3 separate regions of the Mus musculus genome follow, and all the other regions are linked to region 1. Evidence: chromatin contacts called from public promoter capture Hi-C data. All regions are on one chromosome and are shown on one strand. Each heading gives the region's core, a stretch centred on a gene start, on an enhancer-like site or on the middle of the called end of the contact. The rest is flanking DNA. Distances are from core to core; before and after follow the strand shown.

What was found. Promoter capture Hi-C pulls out the DNA fragments that hold promoters and counts their contacts. Capture Hi-C pulls out chosen DNA fragments and counts their contacts.
Region 2: a promoter capture Hi-C map of liver shows a contact between it and region 1. The contact joins the enhancer-like site here to the promoter of Epha2 in region 1. A contact is called at or near these places in 2 of 39 promoter capture datasets (embryonic stem cells and liver), 2 of 484 Hi-C or Micro-C datasets (embryonic stem cells and epiblasts), 5 of 115 datasets of contacts at active chromatin or transcription factors (CD8 T cells and embryonic stem cells) and 3 of 9 other capture datasets (adipose tissue, liver and pancreatic islet).
Region 3: a contact with region 1 is called in a promoter capture Hi-C map of adipose tissue. The contact joins the promoter of Hspb7 here to the promoter of Epha2 in region 1. A contact is called at or near these places in 11 of 39 promoter capture datasets (the 3T3-L1 cell line, 3T3-L1-derived adipocytes, cranial neural crest and 7 more), 1 of 15 datasets of contacts at CTCF or cohesin (CD8 T cells), 4 of 115 datasets of contacts at active chromatin or transcription factors (embryonic stem cells, memory CD8 T cells and pancreatic cancer cells) and 2 of 9 other capture datasets (adipose tissue and liver).

Annotation. Positions count from the first base shown.
Region 1 is chr4:141,299,195-141,304,226 of GRCm38.p6, reverse strand. It overlaps Epha2 (Eph receptor A2), which reads right to left and starts at 3,006. Exons shown (of 17, transcript NM_010139.3): 1 at 2,793-3,006. The coding sequence starts at 2,874.
Region 2 is chr4:141,174,709-141,179,740 of GRCm38.p6, reverse strand. The region is part of intron 3 of Fbxo42 (F-box protein 42); the gene reads right to left. Among named protein-coding and RNA genes, the nearest start is that of Fbxo42, 29 kb to the right of the region's middle. Within about 2 kb of position 3,105, at least 14 of the 459 cell types and tissues checked have an H3K27ac peak or open chromatin away from gene starts, as enhancers often do. A contact at or near this core is called in liver and pancreatic islet, where this site is marked.
Region 3 is chr4:141,418,042-141,423,073 of GRCm38.p6, reverse strand. Hspb7 (heat shock protein family, member 7 (cardiovascular)) reads right to left here and starts at 2,295. Exons shown (of 3, transcript NM_013868.4): 1 at 1,094-2,295; 2 at 440-573. The coding sequence starts at 1,289.

The sequences.
Region 1 (5,032 bases), core at 1,757-4,256:
ACACAAGTAGTATGCAAAGTTCAAGCTACGTCCCTTGGGGAAGGGGCTTTGAAGGGTTAACCTGACAGGAGGACCAGCCCAAACCTGGATCTAGAACTATCTGAGTAGAAAAGAAGGCTTCCTACACCCCTTAGAGTTACCAGTCACAGCCCCCTCCCATGGAAATTCCCTAGAACCAACCATCAGGAACGGGGAGAGCCCAGCCAACCCTCTGCTGTGACAGAGGCCCTGGGTAATCAAAGGTTCCGATTTGCTGGAAGCAAGGAGCTTGGGAGGCCCCCTTCATGACCCTCCCAGGGATTCACCATAAGGCTGAGTTAGATGGGGGTACCCCATAACTTCTCCGTCCTCTAAGAGATCCTGGGGGCAGGGAATCTGCCACCATAATGTCACCCTTGTGGGCTGTATTACTTTAAAGCTTTCCCATAATGCAATACCCCCCTTGCCACCTCCCTGCTAACCTCATCCCTCTTTAGCCAAGATCAGCTTACACCTAAAAAGGGGGGGAAGACCGGAGACTCTGGATACAAACGAGCAAGGGACAGGGAGGAGGACAAGGCCCTTGCTGAACTGAGAAACCCAGCCTTCTCCTGCCACTCTAACTCCCACCCATCCCAGTGACTCTAGAGTCAGTGACAAGCAGTTCTGGCTGGATGAAACAGCTAGATGTGTGGGCAGACCCTCTGTGCAGAGGGCCCTGGCTGACCAATATTGGGCCTCTCTCACCCTCTCTGTAAGGAAGGACAGGGCAGTGAGGTGGGCCAGCAGGTAAAGGCGCTTTGTCTGCTGTCACTTGTGAGTTCCATCCCAGAACTCACATGGTAGAAGGAGAGAGAACCAAGTCCTCCCGCAAGTTTGAGCTCCACACTTGTGCATTGGCTTTCACACACACACACACACACACACACACACACACACACACACACACACACACACACACACACAAGAAAAAAGTCAAGGGCACTGCAGGAGGTAAGTTCAGCAGCTGTCGAGGACCTAACCGATTCCCCTGGTTTTCGGAACCCAGCAGAAAACAGAAGAGGAGGCTGCACAGCTGTGTCAAGGCTGGAGAGGACACGGATCATATCTGTCCTCAACTCCCCCTAGGGAAGTGCAACCAACTAGGTCACGACCCCACTCCCAACACACACATCCCAACCCCTCACACAGACACAGTGTTCCTGAGGAGTGCGGAGCTTAGACAAGAATTTTCCACAACCACGAGCGATATGCACCCTTTTTTCTCCTCGATCCCATGCAGAACGGGATTAATCGCAAAGGCTGGGGCGAGGCTGACAGATGCACCCAGAGGCACAAGTACAAGATTGTTTGAGGCTTCCCTGGTGGGGGCTCGGGGCGGTGGTCAGGAGCCCCGGGGCGGGGGTCAGGAGCCCGCACAGCAAAGCAAGCAGACGTCTAATCCTCAACTCCGTGGCAGCCCAGGAAGGCCTCTAGCAGTCCCAGCTGTCTTTCCCTGCTCCCCAACCACAGTACCCAGGAAGAGGGAGCCACAAGCTGGATCAGGGAGGGGAGTTAGGATCTCAGAATCCCTGCCCTGTTCACACCTTGGCAAAAGCAACTTTGGCCCTTCCTCGAGACAGGGCCAGGATCTAACACCCCGTTTACCCCTAACTCTCCACCCTTCAAGAGCTCCAGTCTGGCCTTTTACCCTCCCAACGTGGAAGGCGAAAAGAATAAGGAAACTTCTCACCCCAAAGGGTTCCTCTGCGCTTCACCCCCCGACCCCTAGCTGGAGTCGGCAGAAGACTTGCTATGCCCAAAAGCAGAGAAAAGTTTTTGCTGTGGGAAACGGAAGCCAGCTAGCTCCGGCTGGGTAGACAGGAAGATCCTCGGCCAAGGGCAGGGCAGGAATTCCCACCCTCTCGGAGACCCTAGCTGAGGGACAACGCCCCCAAGCACACCCCCGGCTGCGGCCTTGAGCAAAGGCAACCTGTGCGGGCCCCCTCACCTTGCGTGGCTCCAAGACGCTGGGGCGGGGGCAGGTGATTCACTCCCCCACCTCCAGGTGCCTGGGCTCCCCGTGGCCCCGAGATGACGGCTCCACACCGCGGGAAGCCGCAACCCCACCTGCCGCATTTCCTCCTTCTGAGTCACCCCTTGCTCAGAACACTTGACTTTGGGACTTCCTGTACTCGCTCCCAGCCCTTAACCTGTCTCCCGAACCTGGGAGGGCAGCTTGGGAAGGAGGGAAGGTGTGAGTGGCCGGGGCTGACCCCAGGCGCTCCCAATGCTGGCCCAAAGGACCCCAGTGAAAAATCGGATGGGGCGTAGAGAGACTCTTTTGCTTGGTGCAGGGCACCGAGAGGACCCCTCCCCAAAAAGCAGGGCCTGCATCCAAATGCCTTCCGCGAGAAATCGGGGCAGATGATGAGTTAAGTGAACTCGGGTTACTAAGAGGCTGATCGCCGGGAAAACCCTACTGAGCGTCCTTTCCTCTGAGGGACCGAGAGCGCCCTGCGGGGGTCCCGCTCCAGAAGCCGCCACAGGGCTGAAACCGCGTGGCGGGCGCCGCGTCCCCCTTCCCGCGGCCTCCGAGCCCTGCGCGCCCCAGCCGAGATCCCTTAGTTCCAGAGAACCTAGGATCTCAGGGTATGGATCCCCAAGATCGTTCCGGACCGCAGCCCGCGCGCTCTGCCTAACCTTGCGCACTGAGACCCAGCAGCCATAAGTCAGTTTCCAAAGGTGCGTCCCAGAGAGGAGGCTGGGGCGCCCGGGGTCCCATGTCCCGGAGTCCCTGCTAGGCTGCGGCCACCGACCGCGTAGACACTCACCTTCCTTTCCCTGTGCCGCCGCGGCCGCCAGCGCGCAACCCCACAGCAGCGCCAGGCAGAAACCGACTGCCCGGAGCTCCATGCCGCACCCCTCGCTCCCCGCGATCCCTGCTGTCCGCACGCCGGTCTCGGTGCCCCAATCCTGCCCGCCCGCCGACAGAGACAACTTCTACCCTCCTGCTCCAAGTCCTTAATGGAAGTTGGGTGAGAACCCGCTCCTGTTCATTCATGCCCTGCGCTGACGTCACCGAAACCACGCCCTCAGGAATGTCTTTAAAGGGGCCGGACTGACACCCTGACTAGAGGGCGGGGAAGCCAGAGGGAAGTTGGGGTTGGGGGGGAGGTCAGGAATTTGGGGAGGATTGAGGGGGCCAGTGCGTGGGCCTTCGTGTGCAAACCTTGAGGAGATTTCTCATTTCAAAGCGCCACCAGGGTTAGTGTCCAAATATGTGGAATGAATTTGTGCCTACTCTCCCCTTTTGCCCTTGGGCTTCAAGATGTGAATTGTAAATCTGAGAAGTAGAAGCTTCCGTAGCAAAGGGCCTCAAAAAACCAAAAAATAGAAAAAGAAAAAGAACAAGAACAAGAACTCCTGATAACACACACACACACACACACACACACACACAAACACACATACACACTTGCTCCTGAGTCCCCCAGAAGATATGCCACACCCAGGAAGGTCCTCTAAGCTGTGTACCAAGAGTAGTGCCTCTGGGAACATGTCAGACATGCAGGTGTCTTCACTTTAGAGTGGAGGGCTTAAGATAAGGTTCCAAGGTACCCTAGGATACCCAAAGGCTGCACAACTCAACAGTCACAGACAAGTCACAGGACTTGAAGCTGGGCCCTGACCTGCTTTAACCACTTCCATTTGGGGACCCAGCACACACCCTCATGGGTAACTCTTGACCTCTGCCTCTGAACTCCAACAGAACACCCTTGTCCCCTGATCCCTGGGTGACAGAATGAGATTACGTTTTGATACCTTGGGGATGTCTGCCTCCTACCCACCCTTCCTCTGCCAAGGTTCCTCAAATCTGAGTTCATCTCTTCTCTTGGCGTCTAGAGTCAGTGAAACAAACGGATGTGAAGTGAACCAGGCAGCCAGTCCAGTCACCCACAACTGCCTGTTGCTCTGTTACCATTTGGCCAGTGGAAAGGGAACAGCTGTAGCAGGCTTGGTTCTCCGTGGACCTTTCTGCCCACCTCCTAGTCCCTGGCCTTCCTCTCTGTGACTCCCCAGTCCCTGGTCATCCTGGCCCATATTATACAACTCTGGTACCAGGTGCTCCTCCTGGGGTCCTACCCACCAGCTTGGCCTTGGCGCCTGTTTCTGAGAAACGGGTTCAGACATTTCCCCTGGAGGGGGAGAGAAAGGGTTAATTATAGGTGTTGGGGTTAATTAAAGCCTTTGATCAGGGATGGATGATGGGAGAGAAGGCTATGTCTTCTGAGAAGGAGAGTGGCTGGACATGTATGTGTGAGCATGTTTGGATGAAGTACCGGAGCATCTGAGCTGGGTCATAAGGGTTAGTGTATGGGAATCCGTGAGCGACTTGTGTGTTATATCGAGCGTGGACGTGTTGATGTGTATGCAAGTGTGTGCTCCAGTGTGAGAGGACCTGTGTGTACCTGAGTGTGCCACAGGCCTCTCAGCAGCGGGGAGCACAGAGGAGGGGGCAGCAGTCAAAGTCTGGACAAATCAGTCTGCTCCTCTGAGCCTCCCCGTGCTCCCTGGGGACACTAGGGACCTACTTGGAAAAAGCCCGCTGTGAAGATCAAATAAGGTCGCGCATGGAAACCGCACAGACTGGGACTCAGACCCTCGAGTCAAATCTCAGCTGTTATTACGGTTACATGCGGTTCAACAAGAGGAAATCACATCTGGGGAGGCAGGGACTGTGGTGTGCCAAGCAAGGTCCTGCGGACAGGCACGTGCACGTGTATCGAGATGAGTGGAACATGTGTGCAGTGTACACATGGTATGGGTAAGTGTTCTGTTGGATACGCTAGGCTGGGGACCTTGTGGTTTGTGTTGATTTCCTGTCAGTTCCTTTTGTTTTGTTTTGACTTTTTTTTCTTGGTATGTGTGTGTTTGTTGGGTGCCTATGAGGCCAGAAGACTGCATGGGATCCCCTGGAGTTGGAGTTACAGGCAGACAGTGATGAGCCACCGATGTATGTACTTGAAACTGAATTCAAGTTCACCAAAGAACAGGAAACACTCTCAGCTAC
Region 2 (5,032 bases), core at 1,856-4,355, 120 kb after region 1:
ATTCTATGTCTGAGCATTGAGCACACCAACAATGACATCACAGAGGGAGACAGCATAATTCCAGGAAGAGCAACTCGGTGGCATTCAGACGGTGGCATTCTGAGTGAAGCTCCCTTCAGTCTGCCTAATCTAAACTCCATCCCGTGCTCTAGGGCAAAGCAAGCCAGCATCCACAGAAGTCCTTCCTCTGTCCCCCAAGGACTCTTCTCTGAGCTTTCTATTTCTAAATGTAACCTAAAGCACAAATCTTTATATTGAAGCACAACGACATCAAGTGTGAAAACGATTTTAACCAGCGTCTAAATCAAGATGGGTTTTGTGAAGTACAGCAAAGGAAACAGCAGTTCAGGCCCAAAGCAATTGAAGGAAGAAGCAAGAAGCTATTGAGCCCCTAGGCATGCTGGTTGGTACAGGCTAAATCAGGATAGTAAAGACCCTGAAGAGAACCAAGGCCACAGAAGAGGCACAGTTAGCAGATGCCAGGCTCGTCGTAAGAGCATCCCCAAGGAACCAAGAAAGACCTAATCCTGTTCAGCTGAGAGGCAGAAAAGCTGAGCCCTGCCCTGTGGCTCATCCAGTTGCTGTCCCTAGGACAAGATGAACACAAGCCCTGCAGCCTCACATTACTATCTGGACTCCAGAAAGAGACTGAGCAAGCTTCCCTGTGTCTACATCATGCACACAGGCGGGGGTAGGGGAAGCGGGGAGTTCTCTCTCCTTTCTCACATAAATCCAATAGTTGTTATCACACGAAAGAATAAAGGATCCATTATCCTGAGATGCTTGTACTTGGCTGCAGTTTAGTCTTGTTCCACACTACGTTAAGGTCTCTTTGCAATTGTGATGCCTCAAGTTCAAAGAAAGGGAGATGCTCAAAGCCCGCATTTGCTGTCATGGTTAGTTACAGTGGTGGTGTGCACCGGCTCTGGGAGGTGCCCCGTTTCTCTCATTTGGCCAGCTGTCAGGCCTCTAAGCAAGCTTGCTACCCTGGCCATGTCAGAAACCAGCTGAATAAAGCCATGTGCTTCATTAGTGCCCCAGTAATCCCAGTGAAGGAGCAAATGACCACATGGCTGCCACTGCATTGACCACAAAAATGTGGCAATATGACACACTGGCTCTCACGATTGCCCAGTACCCACTCCAGTGACTTTAAGTGTTCTGGGTTGTTGTTTTTTTTGGGGGGGGATGGCAGTTGCTCATTTGTAGACAGAATCTATGTAGCCACAGTTGTCCTGGAACTCTGTACATAGACCAGGCTGGCCCACATCTCACAGACAGTTTCCTGCCTCTGCTTACTAAATGCTGAGATTAAAAGTGTGCACCACCATGCCCAGCCAGCCTTTAAATACTACCTTCTGAGGCTGGTGAAATGGATCAGCAATTAAGAGCACTGGCGGTTCATCCAGAGGTCACGAGTTCAATTCTCAGCAACCACACAGTGGCTTACAACCATCTATAAAGGGATCTGATGCCCTCTTCTGACATGCAGCAGAGCACTCTACATTAAAAAAAAGAATATTTAAAAGCACCGGGTGTTCTTCCAGAGGACTAGGGTTCAATTCCTAGCACCCACACGGAGGTTTATAACATCTGTAACTCCAGTTCCAAGAATCTGATAGCCTCTTCTGGCTTCCGAGGGCACTGAGTGCACATGATGCAAAGACATACATGCAGGGAAACACCATACATACACAATAAAAATTTAAAATCTTATAATAATAATTTTGAATCTATGCTAAATGAGTTACTTTGTCTTCACAACAAGAAAGTCTATTTTAGAGGGCTAGAAAGATGGCTCAGCGGTTAAGAGTACTAGCTACTCTTCCAAAGGTCCTGAGTTCAAATCCCAGCAACCACACGGTGGCTCACAACCACCCATAAGGAAATCTGATGCCCTCCTCTGGAGTGTCTGAAGATAGCTACAGTGTATTTACATATAATCAATCAATCCATCTTTTCTGAAGAAAGGAAGGAAGGAAGGAAGAAAGGAAGGAAGGAAGGAAGGAAGGAAGGAAGGAAGGAAGGAAGGAAGGAAGGAAGGAAGGAAGGAAGGAAGGAAGGAAGGAAGGCAGGCAGGCAGGCAGGCAGGCAGGCAGGCAGGCAGGCAGGCAGGCAGGCAGGCAGTCTATTTTAAAAATAGAGTCTAGCATGTTCTACAAAGCAAGTTCCAGCTCACAGCGTGAGCTCCTATCCCAAAATAAAATATAAATAAATAGAGTAAAAAGTAAGAGTCTACTAAAGTTCCATTGCTCACATTTGTTAAGAACTACAAATAACCAGCGGTTAAGTTAAAGGCTTGAGAGGGAAGAGGGTAACTCCCAGTGCAACACCTCCATTTCCATTAGGGACACTCAGCAGCTCCAGGTTATCTTGGTCTCACTGCACAGCTTGCCTTGAGCTTGTGGTGACCTCTTGAGCACTAGGAGGAGACGGGTATGGCTTACCCACCTGGCTTGTGGCAGACTCGGGATAGACAAGTAACTCCAGTGACAGAGCCACTGAGAGAACTACCTGACTGACAGTCCTCTAGAGCGTCTGAAGTGTAAACTGCTCTTCATTACAGTGGCACCTGGAAAAGTGAGTCCAGGCCAGCTCAGTGGGCAAAGGTGCTTGCTGTCAGGCCCGATGACCCAGGAACCACACGGCAGTATGTAAAATAAATGATGCTGCAAGTCCCTGATCTCCTTATAGGATTGTAAAGTCCAGCTTATGTCGCCTTCGTCTACACAGACTCTTCGTAGCAGCTTCCCTCATGTATCAAAAGAGCAGAGTGCCTTTATTTTTCAAAGAGATAGCAAACATTCTTCTCCTCTTTTTGGACTGAAAACCCAGCCAGTTGGGCCCCATGAGGTCCTTCACATGTATTTTAATCCTATACTAAAATAGTGCAGGCTGCACTTTCCTGCTTCTCTCTGAACAAACAAAGGTTTCTGAAGCAGGAAACAGGGCCGACAGTAAGGTACTGAAACACGAGTGACAGAGCTGAGTTTCAGTGACCGGTGAAGCTAGAGAGAAAAGAAAGCATCAATCTGGAACACAATGTTCAGAACTCAGATCTAACAGAGCGAGAGCACATCACACTACTGGACAGGAAGCACGCTTAGTCAATAAGCTCAAGGACAACAGTGCAAAGAATGAGTTCCAGGCCAGCCGAGGCTACATAGCAAGACTCTATCTCAAAATTCAGAAAGAAAATAGACATCCCAACAGTCTAGCAAGCACCCCAATCACTCTGCTTACTGCCTGCTTGGATGAGACTGTGTGGTGACAGCAGCGGGAACGCCCCACGAGATGAGGACAGTGAGCAGGTCTCAGTCCTTCCCAACCTTGCTGTTTTCTCAAGTTCTCCACCCAAGTAGGTTTTCCTTCCACAACATCCAGACCCCTGGAATGTCGCACAGTCAGAGCTCACAGCAGTGTGAGTACTGCACTAAGATTGTAGAACCTGTGTATCCCACCTGTTAAATTCCCAAACTTGTACACGAACAACTATAACAAAGACACTTATCTCAAGTCGCCAACACTATCCAGGCAAAGCCAACAGTTCTCCACAGACCACAATAGTTTTCTACTGAACTACAATCATCTTAGGTGCAAGATTTTCAGGAATCTGGATTTCTACAGTGTCTGAGCAGTCCCCAATGGTCCCTGGGTGAGCTGCACACTCTTTTAACGTTCAGACGTTCAGATGTTAAACTCCCTACTGTCACCAGGGAAAGGCCCTGAGGCGTTTATCCCATGCTGGAAGAAGCGATGCTGTCATGTGTCTCCCAGCTACAAGCTGGAACATATTTGATAAGGCCTGTAATTACATAACTCAAGACAGCCAAGGGTGGGAATCCAGCCTGGGCATGCAGGCTCCCGCAGGAGCCAGATCAGCAGTGTGTGGAACTACCTGACTGTATGAGAATCCTAAACACTTCAAGGCTTACAATGTTGGGAATTGGCTATAGTAATCTGACAAGAGTATCCGCCATTTACCAAGGCTGTCATGATTAGGCTTGCAGACATTCACCAAGTGAAACTTCACCTGCCTTTTCTGTCCCTGGCTTTTTTTTTTTTTAATTTTTTTATTAGGTATTTTCCTCATTTACATTTCCAATGCTATCCCAAAAGTCCCCCATACCCTCCCCCTCACTCCCCTACCCACCCACTCCCACTTTTTGGCCCTGGCATTCCCCTGTACTGGGAAGTTTGCAAGTCCAATGGGCCTCTCTTTCCAGTGATGGCCAACTAGGCCATCTTTTGATACATATGCAGCTAGAGTCAAGAGTGTCCCTGGCTTTTAACATAGGAAAGATCTTGTGCTTGACATATATTTATTATGCCTATGGCTTTTTAAGTTTTGTTTTGTTTTGTTTTTTCCAGGTGTGTGTGTGCATCATGGCACATATGTGGAAGTTGGATAATTTTCAGGAGTTGGTTCTCTCTGTTGTGTGGGTCCTAGTAATTGAACTTTGGCTTTTAGGCTTGTTGGTAGGTACCTTTCCCTGATAAACCATATTTGTTGCTGTTTAAGCCTACAAATCTTGACAATTATTAAAATCTGTTAATACTGATGGAGGAGATACTCAAATAGACTTGAAGGATTCACTAGTAGATCTGCTTTGGAGACATCAAGAAACAAACCAGAACTTAACTAAGGGCGCTGCCTCCCAAACACTCAAAGGATGTATGGTGTGCTGGCCAGGCCTGCCACAGGGTCACAGACCATGTACAGTCCTGGCACCCTCAGTTCTCTTCCTGAGAAAAGCATAATTCTGTCAGATGAATAACAACTATTTGAGAAAGAATAACACTGGTATACTAAAACAATTCTGCCAGTATCTTTGCTGAGTAGAAGTCCCATCTGCCTAAGTGGCTAGATTTGAACTTCTGACCCTGTCTAAATTGTTCAAAGTGTGAATGGGGCTAGGGGAAAGGGGCTGGGACCAGAAGGAGATGTAAGGATGATGTAAGGGGTATGTGAAATTCGTAAGCCTAAGTAAGATGCATGTAAGCTAGAAGATCTTCTATTTGAGGCTGGTTC
Region 3 (5,032 bases), core at 1,046-3,545, 120 kb before region 1:
GTGTTGCCCAGGTTGGGTGTGTCATTGCCACCTCCTCTACCCTGTGCCAGGGAGCTGTCCCTCCTGCACCGTGGTCACTTTCCACCATGGTGACTGTCCTCATCTCCTCACCCCCCTTACATCTCCATCACTCAGGTTCCTCTCTGACCTCATCCCAGGATCCCTTGCCCATCCCTAGAGGGTCCTCAGGTGCCATGGCATGGTCCCCAAAGACAGGTTCTGTGACCCTTAGGTTGGAGAGGGACTGTAAAGGTCCCTGGCCCGTGAGCCCACTGGGAAAGGGCTGTAGTTTACCCTGGGTACAGACAGGGAAGGAACATAAATCAGGGTACGAAGCCTACAAAGATAGGGGGAAAGTAGGGCCCAGAGACCAGGCTAGACCAGGCAGAGTGCAGGAGCAAAGGTGGGGACCCTGGGGCGGGCCAGGGGCCAGACTCACCTTCTCAGCCCGCACCTCGATGTGGTTGTTGAAGGTGGTGACAATGATGTCTTCAGGGGAGAAGTCTCTCATGTCCACTGTAAACTCGTAGGCATCCCCGAGGGTCTTGATGTTTCCTTGGCCCCCGGGACGGGCTGTGGGCAAGGCTGCTATATAAGCTGGGCACCAGGCAAGCCGGAGCCTCAGACCCTCAGGGTCTCTGCTCTTCTCTTGGGGAAATGAGTGACTCTCCCAGACAACAGCCCCTCGCCTCACTTTTGCAGCCTACCTTGTCCCCGAGGGATGGAGTGAGGTGAGCCTCACGCACCTCAATCTGTGTCTACGCAGACAAGTTCCCCCTTTAGCAATTTGACCTGGAAGCTCTGAAGGGCCAGCCGCCCCTCAGTCCCAGCGCCAGCCCTCCAGGGCTCCCGCTATGACACTGGCCATATGAGACTATTTGATTCACATCTCACCCCTAGGGTCCCAGGTAGCCCACCTATATCGTAGCCACATCTGTCTTGGTGGCCAGGTCTACCTTGACAGCCACATATGGCTGTGACCCATGCGGCACCTATGTCTGGCAGGTGGGTGGCCACAGCATGCTCGGCGATGGCCTGGAGCAGATGTCCCCCACCTGTGGCCCTCCCCTCCCCTCAGAGCCCCAGCACTTGCCTGGGAAGGCCAGGGGCTCCGAGTGGGGCAGCATAAAACTGCCAAAGTCGTCTGAAAACATGCTCAAAGCCTTCTCCATGGGTGGGTCCTGGGCTGGAAGGGCACGGGAGGCCGAAGAAGAAGAGGAGGAGGAGGAGGAGGAAGAGGAACGGAAGCTTCTCTCCGCTCTGAAGGCGGAGGAGGTCCGATGGCTCATCCACAGGCAGCGGGGGTCCCTGTCCAGACGGGCAGGGGCTGGGCTGGAGAAACGAGTGGGTCCAGGCCTCCACGGAAGCGTGCCGGGGCCCCTGACTGCCAGCGCTTTATAAGGCCCAACTGTCCCTGGGCTCGAGGCCAGCCCCTTGTCTGCTGGCTAAATTTAGGCCTCTTCATTGCCCAGAGGGGCCTGGAAATCTTCTTGGGAGAAACGGCTCTGCTGACAGCCCGACACAGGAGGGCAGGGTTGCAAGGCTGAGCTCACCACCTGGCACTGTTAGTCCAGAGCTCCAGCCCCAAGGACCTCTGTACCTGCCAGGGCAGGGGGTGGGTCCTGCCCTGTGCCTGTCCCCAGGACTTCGTGGTTTGTTGGTCCCCTCGATAGCCTGGGACCCTCCTCTCCTCTTGTACTGTGCCCCCCAGGGCCTGTGCCTCCCTTATTAGACTCCTGAGGAGAGAGTATATACATGCAGGTACCCCGAGGGATTCCGAGGCGCTCCAGGTCCAGCTATCTCTTAGGGAAGGCTGAGAAAGCCCAGGGAGGGGAGATAGAACGTGTGGGTGACCCCTGTCATCTGCCACAGGGACTGGTGATTCTTCACCTTATCCCCACTCCCAGGACCATAAGAGGCAGAGGAAAAGAGAGCTGGCGGCTGGAGTTGAGGCTGTGGGGGTGGGGTTGGGCCCAGCTTCAGGGAAAGAGCAGATAACACGAAAGGTCTAAGGGGCAAAGTTGCTGGGAACAGTCTGCTCGCTCTACCTCAGGCTCAGAGTTGGTGTCTGCCCAAGCGTCCTAGTCACATGATTTCACATCCAGGTAAGGTCGACCGCTGACAGGTGCCTTAGCTCCGGCTTCCACGATGTCTCTGGCCACTGCTGTCTCTTCCCAGCAGAGCCCTCTTTGATCTTAACACAACTCAAAAAGAGGAGCTTTGAGGCCAGTTTCCAGACCAGGAAATACAGCCTCCTAGGAGGGGTGGGCTGAACCTAAGTACGTTGGAATGGCTGGGATTCCATCCAGATGTGCTAGACCCCTGTGTCCGAGAATCTCCTCTTTTTCCGTTGACTTTTGAGTAGAATCCCGGATTCTGATGCTGGGCAGGAGGCAGAAGCCTAGGGAAGCGCTCAGCCCATGCCTTAATTTTGGAGTACACTTCTCCAGATCTTCACCTCCCCATATAACCACCTCCTCTCGCTCTCCCATGGAAGCCTCTGCTTTCTCCAGCCCACACAGGGCTCCTTCTGTTCAGAGTCCCCCAACACCTGGCAGAGTGACAGTTTTTGTGAGTTCTGAGACCTCTCTGTGGTTTCCCCTAGTCCCTAATCCTGAGGAGGTTCACCTGTCTTTCCCCATCAACCTGCGAGTTCCTGAAGGTGTGGGGACCGCCCTTCTTGTCTTTGGCTCCAGCTGCATCCCCAGTGATTTGTGAAGTGAGAACAGGACTGGACACAGCTGGGGGCCAGAATAATGGCTGGAGATAGAGGGCTCTGTCAACCCCCAGATTCCTACTGCAACTTTAGTTTGTGTTGCCAGTCCCAGCTGAAGTGTGTCTGGCAAGGCTTCAGAGGCTCACCGGTACTGAGGTGAGACAGACAGAGGTGGGGGGCCCCCTGGAGAAGCCCGCCAGGGACACAAGAGCCACCAGCTAAAAGCAGACACGCTGTCACTGTCACGGTGCTGAGGGCCTGAGTCACTGCCGCTGGGTGTCAGCTCGCTTTACTCCCCCACGCCCGCCCACCATCCCCCCTCCTTTCCCCACACTCCTGAGCAGTCATCCACATAAATATTGAGTGCTGGCTTCAGTGGCCAGGCAGGACCTCGAAAGGTCACCAAGGTCATTCTCCTGACACCAGACATGCTTCTCTGCCAGATCCCAGAGACGAGAGGAGTTTCAGAGCCGATCTGGTCCATAGTTGGGTGTGGTGGGACATGCCTGTTGCCCCTGGAGGATCGGGAGTTCAAGGTCAGCCTCGGCTTCATAGGAAGCTGGAGGTCATTATTCCTGAAACCCTGTTTGAAAAACACCCAAAACAATAGCCTCTCCAAAGTCCAAGGAGCACCACAGAGAGGGGATGGGAGGATGGAGGGAGGTGTGTGGTGGGGTGCTGTCACCTGCGGATGACATGACCTTGCAAGCATGACTACACAGAAGCCGTGGCTGTCTGCATGGGGCCTGGGGAAAAGAGGAACCTTTGCATAAAAGCGGGGGTGTTAGCAGGAAGGAGCATAGGGGCGGGGCGACAGAGAATCTGGGAGTGCGGTGAAGGCGATCTCAGTGGATCGTACACAAGTATGAGACTGTCAAAAACAAGAACCTCGAGCGGGGCGTGGTGGCGCACGCCTTTAATCCCAGCACTCGGGAGGCAGAGGCAGGCGTATTTCTGAGTTCGAGGCCAGCCTGGTCTACAAGAGTGAGTTCCAGGAGAGCCAGAGCTATACAGAGAAACCCTGTCTCGAAAAACCAAAAACCAAAAACAAAAAACCAAGAACCTCAGGGGCTGAGAGGTAGCTCAGTAGGTAAGAGCACTGGCTGCTCTTCCAGAGGACCAGGGTGTGATTCCCAGCTACGTGGTGGCTCAGGACACTCTGTAACTCCAGATCCAGGCGCTCCAATGCCCTCTTCTGGTTCCACAACGAGCACCAGGCACACATGTGGTGCACAGACATATAGGCAGGCAAGCATTTTTACACACAAATTAGTATACATACATACATACATACTACATACATACATAATACATACTACATACATACATACATACACAATACATACATACATACATACATACATACTCCAAATCAAAATTCCCAAAAAGATGACGGTTCAGTCCCTTACATTTGGGGCATCTTCCTTTCTGGGAGCATTTTCACAAACACAGGTGCTCCCCCCATTCTTTCTGGTGGCTGCAGAGATACCTCAGCATACTTTCTGGTGGCTGCAGAGATACCTCAGCATACTTTCTGGTGGCTGCAGAGATACCTCAGCATACTTTCTGGTGGCTGCAGAGATACCTCAGCATACTGCTTTTGCTGAGGACCTGACTTTGGCTCTCAGCACCCACAACAGCAGCTCATAACCACCTCGAACTCCAGTTCCAAGGCATCCAACACCATCCTCTGACTTCTGTGGGTACTACACTCATTCACCCACACATAGACACACAATTAAAAAGAAAATAAGCGAGTGAGTGTTTTGTCTGCATGTATACTTGGGTACCACATGCATGCTGTGTGCCCATGGAGACCAGAAGAGGATATTGGATCCCCTGGAACTGGAGTTATGGATGGTTGTAAGTGGGGGGCTGGAAATCGAACAGGGGTCCTCTTCAGGGACAAGTGCTCTTAACTACTGAGCCATCTCTCCAGCCCAAAATAAACCTGGTGATTGGGGGCTGGCAAGATGGCTCAGAAGGTAAGAGCACTGACTGCTCTTCCGAAGGTCCTGAGTTCAAATCCCAGAAACCACATGGTGGCTCACAACCACCCGTAATGAGATCTGATGCCCTCTTCTGGCACATCTGAAGACAGCTACAGTGTACTTGTGTATAATAATAAATAAATCTTTAAAAAATAAGCCTGGTGATTTAATACATACATACATACATACATACATACATACATACATACATACATACATACATACATATATACATACTTACTTCTGAATGGACTTCTGAGGACCAGGAATTCTTTGCCCTCAGCTCCAGCCAGCCTGAAGGCCAGAGTTAGGAATCTGTTTACAG